2 separate regions of the Oryctolagus cuniculus genome follow, and region 2 is linked to region 1. Evidence: chromatin contacts called from public Micro-C data. All regions are on one chromosome and are shown on one strand. The core of a region is the stretch at or near the end of the contact, and the rest is flanking DNA. Distances in the headings are between cores, read along the strand shown. Region 1 holds the start of TYMS (thymidylate synthetase). Region 2 has its middle 36 kb from the start of YES1.

Region 1 (6,811 bases), core at 3,964-6,463:
TCCATGCCTGAAATACTCTCATGGGCTTTTTAGCCAGATCCAAATGCCTTTAGGGCTGATTCTGAGGCCAGAGTGCTGTAGAACATCTGCCATTCTATGAGTCTGCTGTGTATCCTGCTTCTCATGATGGATTGTTCTCTCCTTTTTAATTCTATCAGTTAGTATTAGCAGACACTAGTCTTGTGAAACTAACTCTTGATACCATATATGTACTGAACACATAAAAGAAGACTGGGAAATTGAAGGCTTCCTATAAATGGGATTGTTTTAGTCTTGGAAGTAATGTTGATACAGATTTTTTCTGGAGTAACCACCTATGGCTGGCCTGTGCTGGCTTTTGAAGGTTGGCTTGCAGACTATCAGATAAGTTTTGAAAGAGCTCAATCCAAACCGTCACAGAATAATTTTGGCCTGGGTTACAAGACTACCAGCTGTATACTCATGTAACCTATGGCACTGAATTTGGAGGTTCTGTCTACCAGAAGGTCAATGAGAAGACAGACACGTCAATGAATGTTGCGTGGACAGTTGGCAGTGACACCATCCATTTTGGCATTGCAGCTAAATACAAGCTGGATTGTTGAACTTTCTCTGATAAGCCTACTGGACTGAGCAGACCCTTCAACCAGGAGTCAAACTGACCCTCAAGCTGTCATCAACAGGAAGAACCTCAATGCAAAAGGTTACATAGGTGGGCTGGGATTTGAACAGGAAACTTAATGTGGCTTTGAGTAAAGCATCAGATTGGTCCCTGGCAGTGAAGAGAAATGAAGCCACTATGTTTTGGCCTTAAAATTCTTCTGTGAAATTTCAAACATGTGAATTTTTACTCTTCCTTTTTTAAAAAAAATATTTATTTATTTGAAAGGCAGGGTTACAGAGAGAGAGTGACAGAGAGGGCAGGAAAGGCAGAGATCTTCCATCTGCTAGTTCACTCCCCAGATGGCCTCAACAGCTTTGGGGGTAGGCCAGGCTGAAGCCAGGAGCTTCTTCCAGGTCTCCCACGAGTGTGCAGGGGCCCAAGGACTTGGGCCATCTTCTATTGCTTTCCCAGGTGCATTAGCAGGGAGCTGGATGGCAAGTGGAGCAGCCGGGACTCAAACCGATGTCCATACAGGATGCCAGTGCTGCAGATAGTGGCTTTACAACTGCACCATGGTGCCAGCCCTGAACCTTTTATTCTTCCAAAGAATTATAATCCTCCCTACACTGAAGTCTAGAGATTGCAGGGCCATCCTAAGGGAGGTTCTTAAAGGCATGCCTGGAAGTTGTCATGTTTGTGCCACATTTCGGTTCAGGTCTGCATGTTAACTTTAATGCGTTCCTCAGCAGCAGTGCCCTGTCATTAAAGGAAATGACCTAGCCCTCCAGCTTGTACATCACAACCTGCATGTCCCACACCACTTTTTCATGACCTTTGAATATTATTGTTCTCAATCCCCAAAAACTTAAAAAACTTAAAAAATACATTTAAAAGCATAATTTAAAACAATAATTAGAAAAGTAAACTATCTGCTACCCTTTAACTCAATGTAATTCAGTTTACTGTGGCCTTCGTTGCACCACTTTTTCCATCCACCAGGCTCGTGAAATATTTCCTGAAACACTTCCTTATTCTTTTCTTAGTATTTTTCTTCCCCGCCAACTTACCCAGTGGCCAACTGTTTAGTAAATTGTCTTTGAGATTTATTTTGTAAAGGTTTTGTGCCATATAAGAGCAGACCACATTGCTGACCAGATGCGGCAAGGCTGCAGATGAGAGGTATTTATTTACTCCTTCTTTTTACCCTGTTTTCCTGTCGTAAAAACTGTAAACTTAAGCTTGAGAGGTGAGCGTTTGCAGAAAGATTCTAGAATCTTGCAAAGACAATACATAAGGGATTGCTAGGAAAAAGCACCAGTAACTGAAAGCTCAATCAGTCCCTGTGCCCCACGCTGAATAAAAATAACAAGGAGCCGGCGCCGTGGCTCAATAGGCTAATCCTCCACCTTGCGGCGCCGGCACACCGGGTTCTAGTCCCGGTTGGGGCGCCGGATTCTGTCCCGGTTGCCCCTCTTCCAGGCCAGCTCTCTGCTATGGCCAGGGAGTGCAGTGGAGGATGGCCCAGGTGCTTGGGCCCTGCACCCCATGGGAGACCAGGAAAAGCACCTGGATCCTGGCTCCTGCCATCGGATCAGCACGGTGCGCCGGCTGCAGCGGCGGCCATTGGAGGGTGAACCAACGGCAAAGGAAGACCTTTCTCTCTCTGTCTCTCTCTCTCACTGTCCACTCTGCCTGTCAAAAATTTAAAAAAAAAAAAAAAAAAAAAAAAAAAAAAAAAAATAACAAGGACAAGATCTGAGGTTAAAGCAAAGCGACATTTTAATCTATTGACCAAGGAGGACAATAGCAGACTTTTGAGTCTCAAAAACTACTCCTGCTTAGTGAGGAAGGTCTGGGGTTGGTTGGTTTGTTTTTAAAGATTTATGGATTTAGTTAGTTGAAACGCAGAGTGAGAGACAGAGAGTGAGAGGAAGAGAGAAATATCTTCCACTCATTGGTTCACTCCTCAAGCGGCTGCAGTGGCTGGGGCTGGGCCAGGCTGAAGCCAGGAGTCAGGAGCCAGGTGCTCCATCCTGGTCTCCCATGTGGGTGACAGGGGCCCACTGCTTTCCTAGGCTCATTAGCATGGGACTGAATGAAAAACAGAACAGGCGGGACTTGCCCAGCACTCAGATATGGAATGCTGGTGTTGCAGGTGGTTAGCTTAACTGCTGAGCCACAATGCCCGCCTGGTCCGGGGAATTTAATAAGGCTATAAAGGAGGTTGGGCTGCTGGGCCAGGTGTCAAAGCCTGCGAGCAGGGCACTGACGCCAGTGGGGTTCCATGGGAAGCTTGCTTGATGGCTGACTTTATCATGAGGAGACACAGGCAACATATTCTGTACAACTAAGTAGCTACAAAAGATTATTTTGGCTGAGATCTGAAAGAGGCAAAGTCTTGTGTTCAGAGATTCCAGTGTTTTATTTAGCAGGATGAAGCCCACTCGGCCCAGGGCTCATGCTTGACCCTTAGCTGTTGGTCCCCCTTTACATTACATTACGATAAACTCAAACCTTTGGCCATGCTGACCTGGGAGGACCAGAACACTTTGCACCTGCAGCTGGTCTTCCCAAGGCCAGTCTCTGGAATTCACTAACAAACACCATTTATCTGTTTGAACAGACAATTTAATCAGTCGCAGGCTCAGTAGCTTGCTTTTGTTCATCAGAATATGAAAAGAAAGATGTACTCAGTCTGGTTACACATCCACTTTACTGAATGGCAAGAAACAGTGTTTCACAAGTTCCGCAGAGCCCACATGGTAATTTTTTTTTTAAAAGATTGATTTATTTGTGTGAAGGTCGGAGTTACAGAGAGAGAGAGAGAGAGAAAGAGAGAGAGAGAGAGAGAGAGGAGATCTTCTATCTGCTGGTTCACCCCTCAAATGACAGTAACGGCTGGAGCGGGGCCGGTCCAAAGTCAGGATCCAGGAGCTTCGTCTGGGTCTTCCACGTGGGTGCAGGGGCCCAAGCACCTGGGCCATCTTCTTCTGCTTTCCCAGGCCACTAGCAGGGAGCTGGAATGGAAGTGGAGCAGCCGGAACTCGAACCAGTGCCCATATGGGATGCCAGTGCCGCATCCTGATGTACCACAGTTCTGACCCCACCACATTGTATTCTTTTTATCTTTTATTCTTATATTCCCAGACACAGCAAAAATAAAAATTTTTTGAGCACTTAATGTGTACTCAATACACAGTTGCTGATGTAATTGACTGCTTGTGTTTACAACACATGTATCGATACATCTTAAAGTCATTATCAGACAGTTTCTATTCACTGGAGTCTAACTGTAAACACCTCACTAAAATTGAAAAAAATGATATTTATATAGTGGGCATAGGCAGGGTTTAGGTCTAGGTGCGCTGGAATTCCTGCCAGCCCTGCAATGTAATCTCTACCTGGCAACCTAAAACACCCACCTTCCCAGGATGCACCTGTGTCTCATCCTGGACCAGGAAGGAGGAGAAGCCATGATACCACATATTAAACTCCACTTGGTGGTGCCACAAAAAACCCAGCTGACTTCACCAATGCTAAGACCCCACCCTCTTTGAATATTCAGTTAAGTCACCACTACCCCTACCTCATAAAAGAGGTGGAGAAGAGGGAATAGCCTGCTTTTTGCCCCTGACCACAGTTGGGGTGCTGTTCCGATGCTTTCTTTCAAAAACCTCTGGCCTACTCATGATGGGTATTTCCCCATTGAGATGGTCCACAATCACATGAGAACAATGTATGCTTATGCTTATGCTTACTCTCACAACTTTTTGCTTACTCTCACAACTTTTAAATAAATCTTATTCTCACTTATGCACTTCATGTATGCCTGGGCTTAGAATTCTTATCTCTGTGCGGGTCAAGCACCTGGATTAAAAGTAAAGGTACTCGGATCATGTCTGTATTAAAAACCTAAAGAACCAGGGACCAGAGTTGTGGCGCAACAGGTTAAGCCACCACCTGCATTACCTGCATCCTGCATGGGAGCTGTGGTTCAAATCCAGGCCACTCCATTTCCAATCCAGTTCCCTGCTAATACGCCTGGGAAGGCAGCAGAAGATGGAGAAAGTGCTTGGGCCCCTACTCCCACGTGGGAGACCCAGTTGGAGTTCAAGTCTCCTGGCTTCCTCCTGGAGCCCTTGCAGCCATTTGGGGGGGTAAACCAGTGGATGGAAGATCTCTCCCTGCAACTCTGCCTTTCAAATAAATAAATAAATAAATAAATCTTAAAACCTGAAGAATTTTTGGCTGTCACTTTCCACTTGCTCCAGCTGCTGGCCTTCAGAGGATTGGGGGCAAAGAAAGTGAAAATTCCTTATTACACTGTCATCAACGTTACAGGAGAATCTCAAAAGAGGTTTTTAAAAAATATTTAATAATGCACGAACATTACCACAATTGCTCCAGGCTTCTGTAGTTCAGCCTCCAAACCTTCAAAACTAGATCGGCCCTCCGGACCAATGTACTAGGCTGCAAGGGTTAGGAATTTCTCCTGGGCTGAATGGGACGAAGAATTTCCTAGCTGTGGAGATGACGGATCCCAGGGTGCTGACTGCACCTCTGACCCAGGGGCCTCCCACCGCGCCCCGCCCTGCCGGGAAGCGAGGGGAGGAGCCAGCGCGGCCGCGCAGGAAGAGGCGGAGCTCTGGAGGTGGCGGGAAAAGAGCGCCCGGAAGGGGCCCGGCCGCCGAGCCCACCTTAGCCCACCGACAAGCCGCGTCTCCGCCGTCTCCGCCGCCAGGCCGCCCGCGCCATGCCCGCCGCCGGCTCTGAGCTGCCGTCGCCGCCCACGGCGCAGGAGCAGGGCGCCGAGGCGCGGCCGCCCCACGGGGAGCTGCAGTACCTGGGGCAGATCGAGCACATCCTGCGCTGCGGCTTCAGGAAGGAGGACCGCACGGGCACCGGCACCCTGTCGGTGTTCGGCATGCAGGCGCGCTACAGCCTGAGAGGTGACAGCGCCGGGGGGCGGGCAGGAGGGCGCTGCACGGCTGGCCCTACCCTCAGTCCCGCGTCGCAGGGGAAGCATCGCATCCCCATTTCCCGGGCGCGGGAACCGAGGCCTGGGTTGGAGAGGTGATTTGCGTAGAGCCCCACAGATAGGAGCCCTGAGCCTCCTAGCTTCATAGCCTTCCAAAGCCAGCGTGAGCTGGGAGCGTTCGCCCCATCCGGGAGAGGGGCAGAGACTTGCCCAGGCTTGCCCAGGCGTTGGCCAGGGGGCCGCCACTCCGCGCGCTAGCTGTGTTGCGCTTTGCAGCGTTTAAAAACTGGAGCGCAAACGGTGTGGGCGGGGCGGCAGGAGGCGGGAGAGAGCCGAGGGGTGGGCTCGAGAGTCCGAGTTAGGAGCCATTACTCATCTGGTTCCGTCGGACGGCCCAGGGAGGAAGTGACTGGGAGGGTGGCAGCATCAGGCTGTCGCTGGGGCGACAGATTTGCCCCTCCCCAACGGCAGATCTAGGATCCTGCTCAGTGCACCCTCCGAGGAGACCGAACAGCATCTTTGACACTGGGGCGGAGCGGGGTTGCAGGGGAGAGCCGCTGTTGGTGAAGAGGGGTGCCTGTAGTCAGGGAAGAGCCCCTCCCCAACCCGCACACCCATTCTAGAAACCGGAAACTGCACCAGGGGCCGGGGGCTGCCCTGCTTTGGACAACTTGCGGCCGTCCTCTGAGCAGCTGCAAGCCCAGTCATTGGCTTCTGATGAGCCGCAGAACTAGTTTTTAATTCACCCCCTCTGCTTAGAGAGCGAGCCAGCTTACCTTTCTGGTCTTCAGCTTCCCCATACGTTAAAAATGGAGGAAATGGGGGCTGGCGCTGTGGTGTAGCAGGTAAAGTCGTTGCCTGCAGTGCCAGCATCCCATATGGGCGCCGATTTGTGTCCTGGCTGCTCCATTTCCCATCCAGCTCTCTGCTATGGCCTGGGAAAGCAGTAGAAGATGGCTCAAGTCCTTGGGCCCCTGCACCCGTGTGGGAGACCCGGAGGAGGCTCCTGGCTCCTGGCTTCGGATTGGCACAGCTCTGGCCATAGCGGCCATTTGGGAAGTGAACCATTGGATGGAAGACCTCTCTTTCTCTCTCTCTCTGTAACTCTGACTTTCAAATAAATAAATAAATCTTAAAAAAAAAAAAAAAAAAAAAAACTGGAAGAAATGATGCTCCATAAGCAATACTGATAAGAGCCAGAGCTTGAAAATCTCCCTGTCACACAGATGTCAGCTGTACAACCAATGATG
Region 2 (6,692 bases), core at 328-2,827, 170 kb after region 1:
CTGAGCAGGGCCAGCGGCCCCACTAAAACTCCAAGCTGTTCATTTTGCAGCACAGCTGACTTGTTACTCCTGATTTTCTTGGCAGAATTCAGTAGAAGGAGCAAGCCCAGGCAAGGCATTAACCAGGGAGGTAGGGTAGGAGGGCAGGGGACTTGAGAAGTCCAACTGTTCCCATGGTGTGGTTCAACAGTTCAATTTTGGTTCAGGGAAGGCTTCAGGTGTCTGGATGCAGGCAAAAGTCCCAGGGGGAGGTTTAGTGGCTGTGAAGGAGGTGGACAAGCAGTGGGGGGAAAGAGTTGTGCTTAGAGTCAGGCTGACAACCCACCAGTCAGGTGACAAGCATACTAGAGTTGGATGACAAGAACAGTGGCATTGGGTGACAGCACACTACAGTTGGGCGACAAGCATACAATAGTCAGGTGACAGCACACTACAGTCAGGTGACAGCATGCTACAGTCACTACAGCACACTACCCACTAGCATCAGGGTGACAGTGCACTGGAGTTGGGGTGGCAGTGCACTAGAGTCAGCTGACAGGCACACTACAGTCAGGTGACAGCACACTAGAATCAAGGTGACAAGCTTAGGGCTCTGCCTCAGTTTATTCCACCCTAACAGTCATTTTCATACTAGTCTGAGGGACTTGGATGAGTCTTCACTGATGTCCCAGAGACAATTATTTTCATCATAGCAACTCCATGGGGATGGCAGGTGGGGTAGTTAGAAGTACATTGAAAGAAATTTTGAAAGTTTTAAAATTTGAGAGACAGAGACAGCTAGAGAGACCCCATATGTCAGTGCACACGCTAAATGTCACAACACCGAGACTGGGCCAAGCCAGGTTTACAGTCCAGGTCTCCCATGTGGGTGGCAAGAACCCAATCAATTGAGCCAGGGTCTCTATTGTTGGGAAGCAGGAGTCAGGAGCCAGAGCCGGACATAGAACCCAGGTACTCTGTTGTGGGATACCACCTGCTCCCAGCAGGTATTCTCGGTTTGTAACATTTTATTAAAAAAATAAAAAAGATGCAGTGTTGTTAATGCTGTTGGTTTTGTTTTTGGTTTGAAAACCACCAGCTTTTGGAGGCATGAACTTGGGGTTGGCAGTGAGGAGACACGGACTTCGATTCTGCCTCCTGCAAACCAGCGGCGTCGTTGGGGCTAGATCGCTTCCCTTTTTGGGTCTTACTTTCCTCGTTTGTGAAATGGGACCAGAGGATCTTCCGCCCTGGACTCTCTCCCTGCCTTCAGGCTGGTGCAGGACTGATTGGGGCCGCACAGCGGTGCGCGGATTGCGGGCGCCCCCTCGCGGCAGAAGCCAATCGTGCCGTCCACCGCCTCGGCGAGCTTGAAGGGGTCGGGGAGAGCTAGGGACCCCGGCCACCTGCTGAGATGGGCTTTTTTATTTACTTGGGTGCAAAATTTCTCCAAGGACGTAAGGCCCTATCCGGGGTAACAGTGCTGTCTTGTTCGAATCCACTGGGGTGGACGCGGACGCGGCACGGCAGCCCGAACCCCAACACACGTCAGTTACGGGCACGGTCAGCCTACTCGGCAGCCAAGACAGACCGGAATCCGCAGAGCTCTCTTGGACTGCCTCTGACTGCAGCAGCGACCTGGAAGGCGGCTCCGCCGTCAGGCGCGGGCCTCGCTCACGCGCGTCCCGGCCGCCGTCCAGGGAAGCTGGGGCGCCGCCGGCGCGCTCCGCAGCGGCCCGGGCGCGGAGAGTGCGGAGACCGCGGAGGGCGGCTCGTTCCCGTTAGGAAGGCTGCGGGGCACCACTCCGGCGCTGTTGGAACCGAAGTCTCCGACAGGCCTCGCCTCCGGACTCCCTCTCTCTGGGCTCTGGGGCATGAGCCGCCCAGGCGCTCACAAAGCACCGGAAGCGAGAGGCTCCGAGGCGGAAGCTGCGGGTTTTTTTCCTGGCGGCCTCGTGGTGCCGGAGGCCTTGGACTGCGCATGCCCGCTCGCTACCATTGACTCCACTTTTTTTTTTTTTTTTTGTCTGTGAAGTTTCTGACTGAGATTTTACCCTTGTAAAAGTTAACTTCAAAAGCTGCTTGGAAGAGCTCTGGCTCCTTTATTTTTAAGGTCGTTTTAGTTTCTCTAGAGGGAAACTTGAGACTTTAAAACGATAGTATCAAGAATTTATTATAGGCTCCCATCAAGCATCACTCACTTTTATATTTCTGTTAATCCCAGCCTTTAACTCCGTGCCCCTTAATTTTCTAACTTTTCAGAGCAAATGTAGTAATAACCGTGAGAAACTTAAACTATTACCATTTTTTAAAAAAAGATTTATTTATTTGAAAGGCAGAGTGATAGAGGGAGAGGCAGAGAGAGAGAGAGAGAGAGAGAGAGAGAGAAAGTCTTCCATCTGCTGGTTCACTCTCCAGATGACTGCAACGGCCGGAGCTGTGCTGATCCGAAGCCAGGAGCCAGGAACCTCCTCCGGGTCTCCTACGCAGGTGCCGGGGCCCAAGGACTTGGGCCATCTTCTACTGCTTTCCCAGGCCATAGCAGGGCTGGATGGGAAAAGGGACAGCCAGGACATGAGAGGATGCCGGTATGGGATTCTGGCATTGCAGGCAGAGGCTAAGCCTACTTACACTACAGCACTGGCCCCTGCTTGAATGCTTGAACTCTCTCTCTCTCTCTTTTTTCTTTTCTTTTCTTTTCTTTTCTTTTTTTTTTTTTCCACAGGCAGAGTTAGAGAGACAGAGAGAAAGGTCTTCCTTCCGTTGGTTCACACACACACACACCCCACCCCAAATGGCCGCTTCTGCCGGTGCGCTGCGCCAATCCAAAGCCAGGAGCCGGGAGCCAGGTGCTTCCTCCTGGTTTCCCATCCCTGCTTGAACTCTTGCATTTCGTATTGCAGTGCTGGTTTGAGTCTCAGCTCTTCTGTTTCGAGTCTCAGCTCTTCTGTTTCTGACACAGCTCCTGCAAATGTTCCTGGGAAGCAGTGGATGATGGCTCAATAGTTGAGCCCCTGCCACTCATGTGGGAGATCTGGGTGGAATTCTTGGCTCCTGGCTTCCTCTTGGCCCAGCCTTGGCTGTTGCAGCCATTTGGAGAACGAACAGTGGATAGATCTCTTTCTCTGTCTCTCCCTTTCTCCCCTTCTGCCTTTCAAATAAAGTAAATAAATAACCAAATACTTTATAAAAATTGCCATATTTATACCTTTTTCCTTCTATTACACAACACGAGATGTGCACCCTTCACTTGTGTTCTGGATTCACAACCTCACCTCCTCCCTTATGCATCAGTTGTCAGCTCTCCCCTCTATTTCCAACATGTCCCCCTCCCCCAGCATATAATTATGCTTAAGTGATCTGTATTGTTAAACTAAGATCTTAGGTTTCCTCTTCCATCTGAGCGCAGCCTCTTAACTGGGTAGAGTATGTTCTGCATTCTCATTTCCACATCTCATCACAATGCGTCACGAGACAGTAATGAGGCTTCCAACCCAACTCTGCAATGGACACATGCTCACTACTGTCACCCTTGCCAAATTCAGTGGATGCTCTTCTGATTTACCTGATGTTTCGGTGGCACTTAATACCACTGACTTTTTCATCTTAAATGGAAGGGAGGGAGGGAGGGAGGGAGGGAGGGAGGGGAGGAGGAGGAGGAGGAGGAGGAGGAGGAGGGAGGGAGGAGGAGGGGAAGATGGAGAGGGAGAGAAGGAGAGAGAGAGGGAGAGAGATCTTTGATCTGCTGGTTTGATTCCCAAATGCCTGTGACTGGGACTGGGCCTGGCTGGGGCAAGGGTCTGAAAACGCAGGCAGAGTCTCCCGTGTGGGTGAAAGGATCCAACTTGAACTATCACGTGCTGTCTCCAGGGTGTGCATTGGCAGGGAGCTGAAGCTTGAGCGGACCTGGGGCTCCAACCCAGGTCCAATATGGAATGTGGGCTTCTTAATCACCAGGCTAAATGCTTGCTGCTCCTTGTTTATCTTTTGATTCTCTCTTCAATTGGCTGCCCTGATACTTCTTTCCAGACTCTTAGCTTTCCTCTTTAGAAATTTCCTTTTCAGGGAAATGTGTGTGTGTCCACACTTGCCACTTTCTGATAGTTTGCTTCTATTTTCTCAATCCTCAGAACAACTTTATGAGTAAGGTACTTTTTTTTTTTTTTTAAGATTTATTTATTTGAGTCAGAGCTACACAGTGAGAGGAGAGGCAGAGAGAGAGGTCTTCCGTCCGCTGGTTCACTCCCCAATCGGCAGCAAAGGCCAGAGCTGCACTGACCCGAAGCCAGGGGCTTCTGGGTCTCCCACATGGGTGCAGGGCCCAAGGACTTGGGCCATCCTCTGCTGCTTTCCCAGACCATAGAAGAGAGCTGGATCAGAATTAGAGCAGCTGGGTCTCGAACCGGCACCCATATGGGATGCCGGCACTGCAGGCGGTGGCTTTACCCGCTACGCCACAGTGCTGGTCCTGAGTAAGGTACTTTCAATTCCCACTTGAATGAGAAACCCAAGGCTTGTGGAGGTTAAATAACTTCTTGACAACCCACAGCAAGTAACAGATTGAAACCCAGACAACTGGTGTTCATAGTGGAGCTCTCGGCCGGCGCCGCGGCTCACTAGGCTAATCCTCCGCCTTGCGGCGCCGGCACACCGGGTTCTAGTCCCGGTCGGGGCACTGGATTCTGTCCCGGTTGCCTCTCTTCCAGGCCAGCTCTCTGCTGTGGCCCGGGAGTGCAGTGGAGGATGGCCCAGGTGCTTGGGCCCTGCACCCCATGGGAGACCAGGAGAAGCACCTGGCTCCTGGCTTTGGATCAGCACAATGTGCTGGCTGTGGCAGCCATTGGAGGGTGAACCAACGGCAAAAGGAAGACCTTTCTCTCTGTCTCTCTCTCTCACTGTCCACTCTGCCTGTCAAAAACAAAACAAAAACAAACAAACAAAAAAACATAGTGGAGCTCTCTGCTCTGCTGTAGCACTGTATGCTTCTTCCCCATGCTCTGCACTTTAACCTTCCTGAGGGCACTGTCCAGCTCTCTTCTCTTCTTCCTTTCCCCAGGGCATCTTACTCTTGAACATATTTCTTTATCTGAAATGCAAGAGAAAGACACACACAGGCACACGCACACACACACACACACACACAGATATCTTCCATCTTTTTGTTTACTCCCCAAGTGTCGGCAATGGCTAGAGCTGCCCCAGGCCAAAGCCAGGAGTTGGGAACTCAATCTGAGTCTTCCACATGAGTGGCAGGGACCCAATTACTTGAGCCATCATCTGCTACCTCACAGAATGTACATTAGCAGGAATCAGGAGCAGAGCCAAGACTCCAATCCAGGCACTCCAATATGTGATGCCAGTGTTCAGAGTGGTGATTTAACCACTGTGTGAAATGTCCTGAATGTCTGTTTTTATGCTGCTATGAAGAAACTTCAAAAAGTTCACAGGGGGCTGACATTGTGATATAGTTGGTTAGCCTGCTGCTTGTAATGCTGGCACCCCATATAAATACCCATTTGAGTCCTGGGCCCTCCATTTCTGAGCCAGCTCCCTTCTAATGTACCTGGGAAGGTAGAGGAAGATGGCTCAAGTGTTTGGGTCCCTGACACCTATGTGGGAGATCTGGATAGAGTTTCAAGCTCCTGGCTTCAGCTTAGCCCAACCCTGACTGTTGTAGACATTTGGGGAGTGAGTTAGCAGATGGAAGAAATCTCTCTCTCTCTCTCTCTCTCTCTCTCTCTCTCTCACTCTGTGTGTCTCTCTCTTAGTTGCTTTCTCTAATGCTGCCTTCCAATTAAATAAATAAATCTTTAAAAGAAGTTCATGGAAAATGCAGGCTTACAAAGACTTTCTAATTTGATGGTAATGTTGGAATGTGCTTTCTTGAGAGTCACTAAGTATGTATTGCTGGGGTCGTGGAGGCAAAGACCCCATGCATATTGTGTGAACCATAACATGCAGTTTCCATGAATTTTCTGCAGTGCCCTTGTACATGTGAAGTCTCTCTGTGTGCTGCCATCCTATACAAATAACTGCCTGCTGATCTCTAAATCCACGCCCCACAGGCTCCACAATCTCAGAAGTTCAAAGTCTGAGTGAAAGCCCTCGGGGCTGAACAGGAGGAGAATTTCATCCACTTCCAATTTTGTCCTATCTGCTCTCTCACAGCACCTTCTCTTTCTCAGCCACAGCAACTTTGTTCCAGTTCTTCAAACAGACCCGGCCCATTCCTGCTCCAAGGCCATGCACCTGCTATTCTGTTTTATTGGAATAATCTTGCATGATTTAACTCACAATTGGCTCCTTATACTTCTTGTCTCAGCTTAACAGCCATCTCCCCAGAGAAACTTTCCTGACAGTCCTATCTTGAAAAGTCTTTCCTGCTTCAGTTTTTCTTGATCCCATTAGCCTTTACACAGCCAGCCATCTGCATTCATGGGTTCTGCATCCATGGTTTCAAGTAGCTGCTGGCCAAAAATATTTGGAAAAAGATTGCATCTCTATTGAACACTACACACTTCCTTTTCTTGTTGTTATTCCCTAAGCAATATAGTTGAAGAAGGATTTTCATAGCATTTCCATTGTATTAGGTATTCATAGCAATCTAGTGTTGGTTTAAGGTATACAGATGATGTGCACAGGTTATATGTGTATACTATGCCATTTTATAAAATGGACTTGAGTGCCCAGGATTTGATATCTCCCATAGATAC

Evidence for each region. A called contact is a pair of places that touch in the nucleus more often than the background predicts.
Region 2: a contact with region 1 is called in a Micro-C map of ear pinna, with 5 times the contacts expected there. The contact joins the enhancer-like site here to the promoter of TYMS in region 1. A contact is called at or near these places in 4 of 6 Hi-C or Micro-C datasets (ear pinna, psoas muscle, skin fibroblasts and 1 more).

Annotation. Positions count from the first base shown.
Region 1 is chr10:57,274,904-57,281,714 of mOryCun1.1, forward strand. TYMS (thymidylate synthetase) reads left to right here and starts at 5,214. Exons shown (of 7, transcript XM_002713438.5): 1 at 5,214-5,532. The coding sequence starts at 5,337. It also overlaps the pseudogene LOC103349368.
Region 2 is chr10:57,448,989-57,455,680 of mOryCun1.1, forward strand. No RefSeq gene overlaps it. Among named protein-coding and RNA genes, the nearest start is that of YES1, 36 kb to the left of the region's middle. Within about 2 kb of position 1,578, at least 7 of the 8 cell types and tissues checked have an H3K27ac peak or open chromatin away from gene starts, as enhancers often do. A contact at or near this core is called in ear pinna, where this site is marked.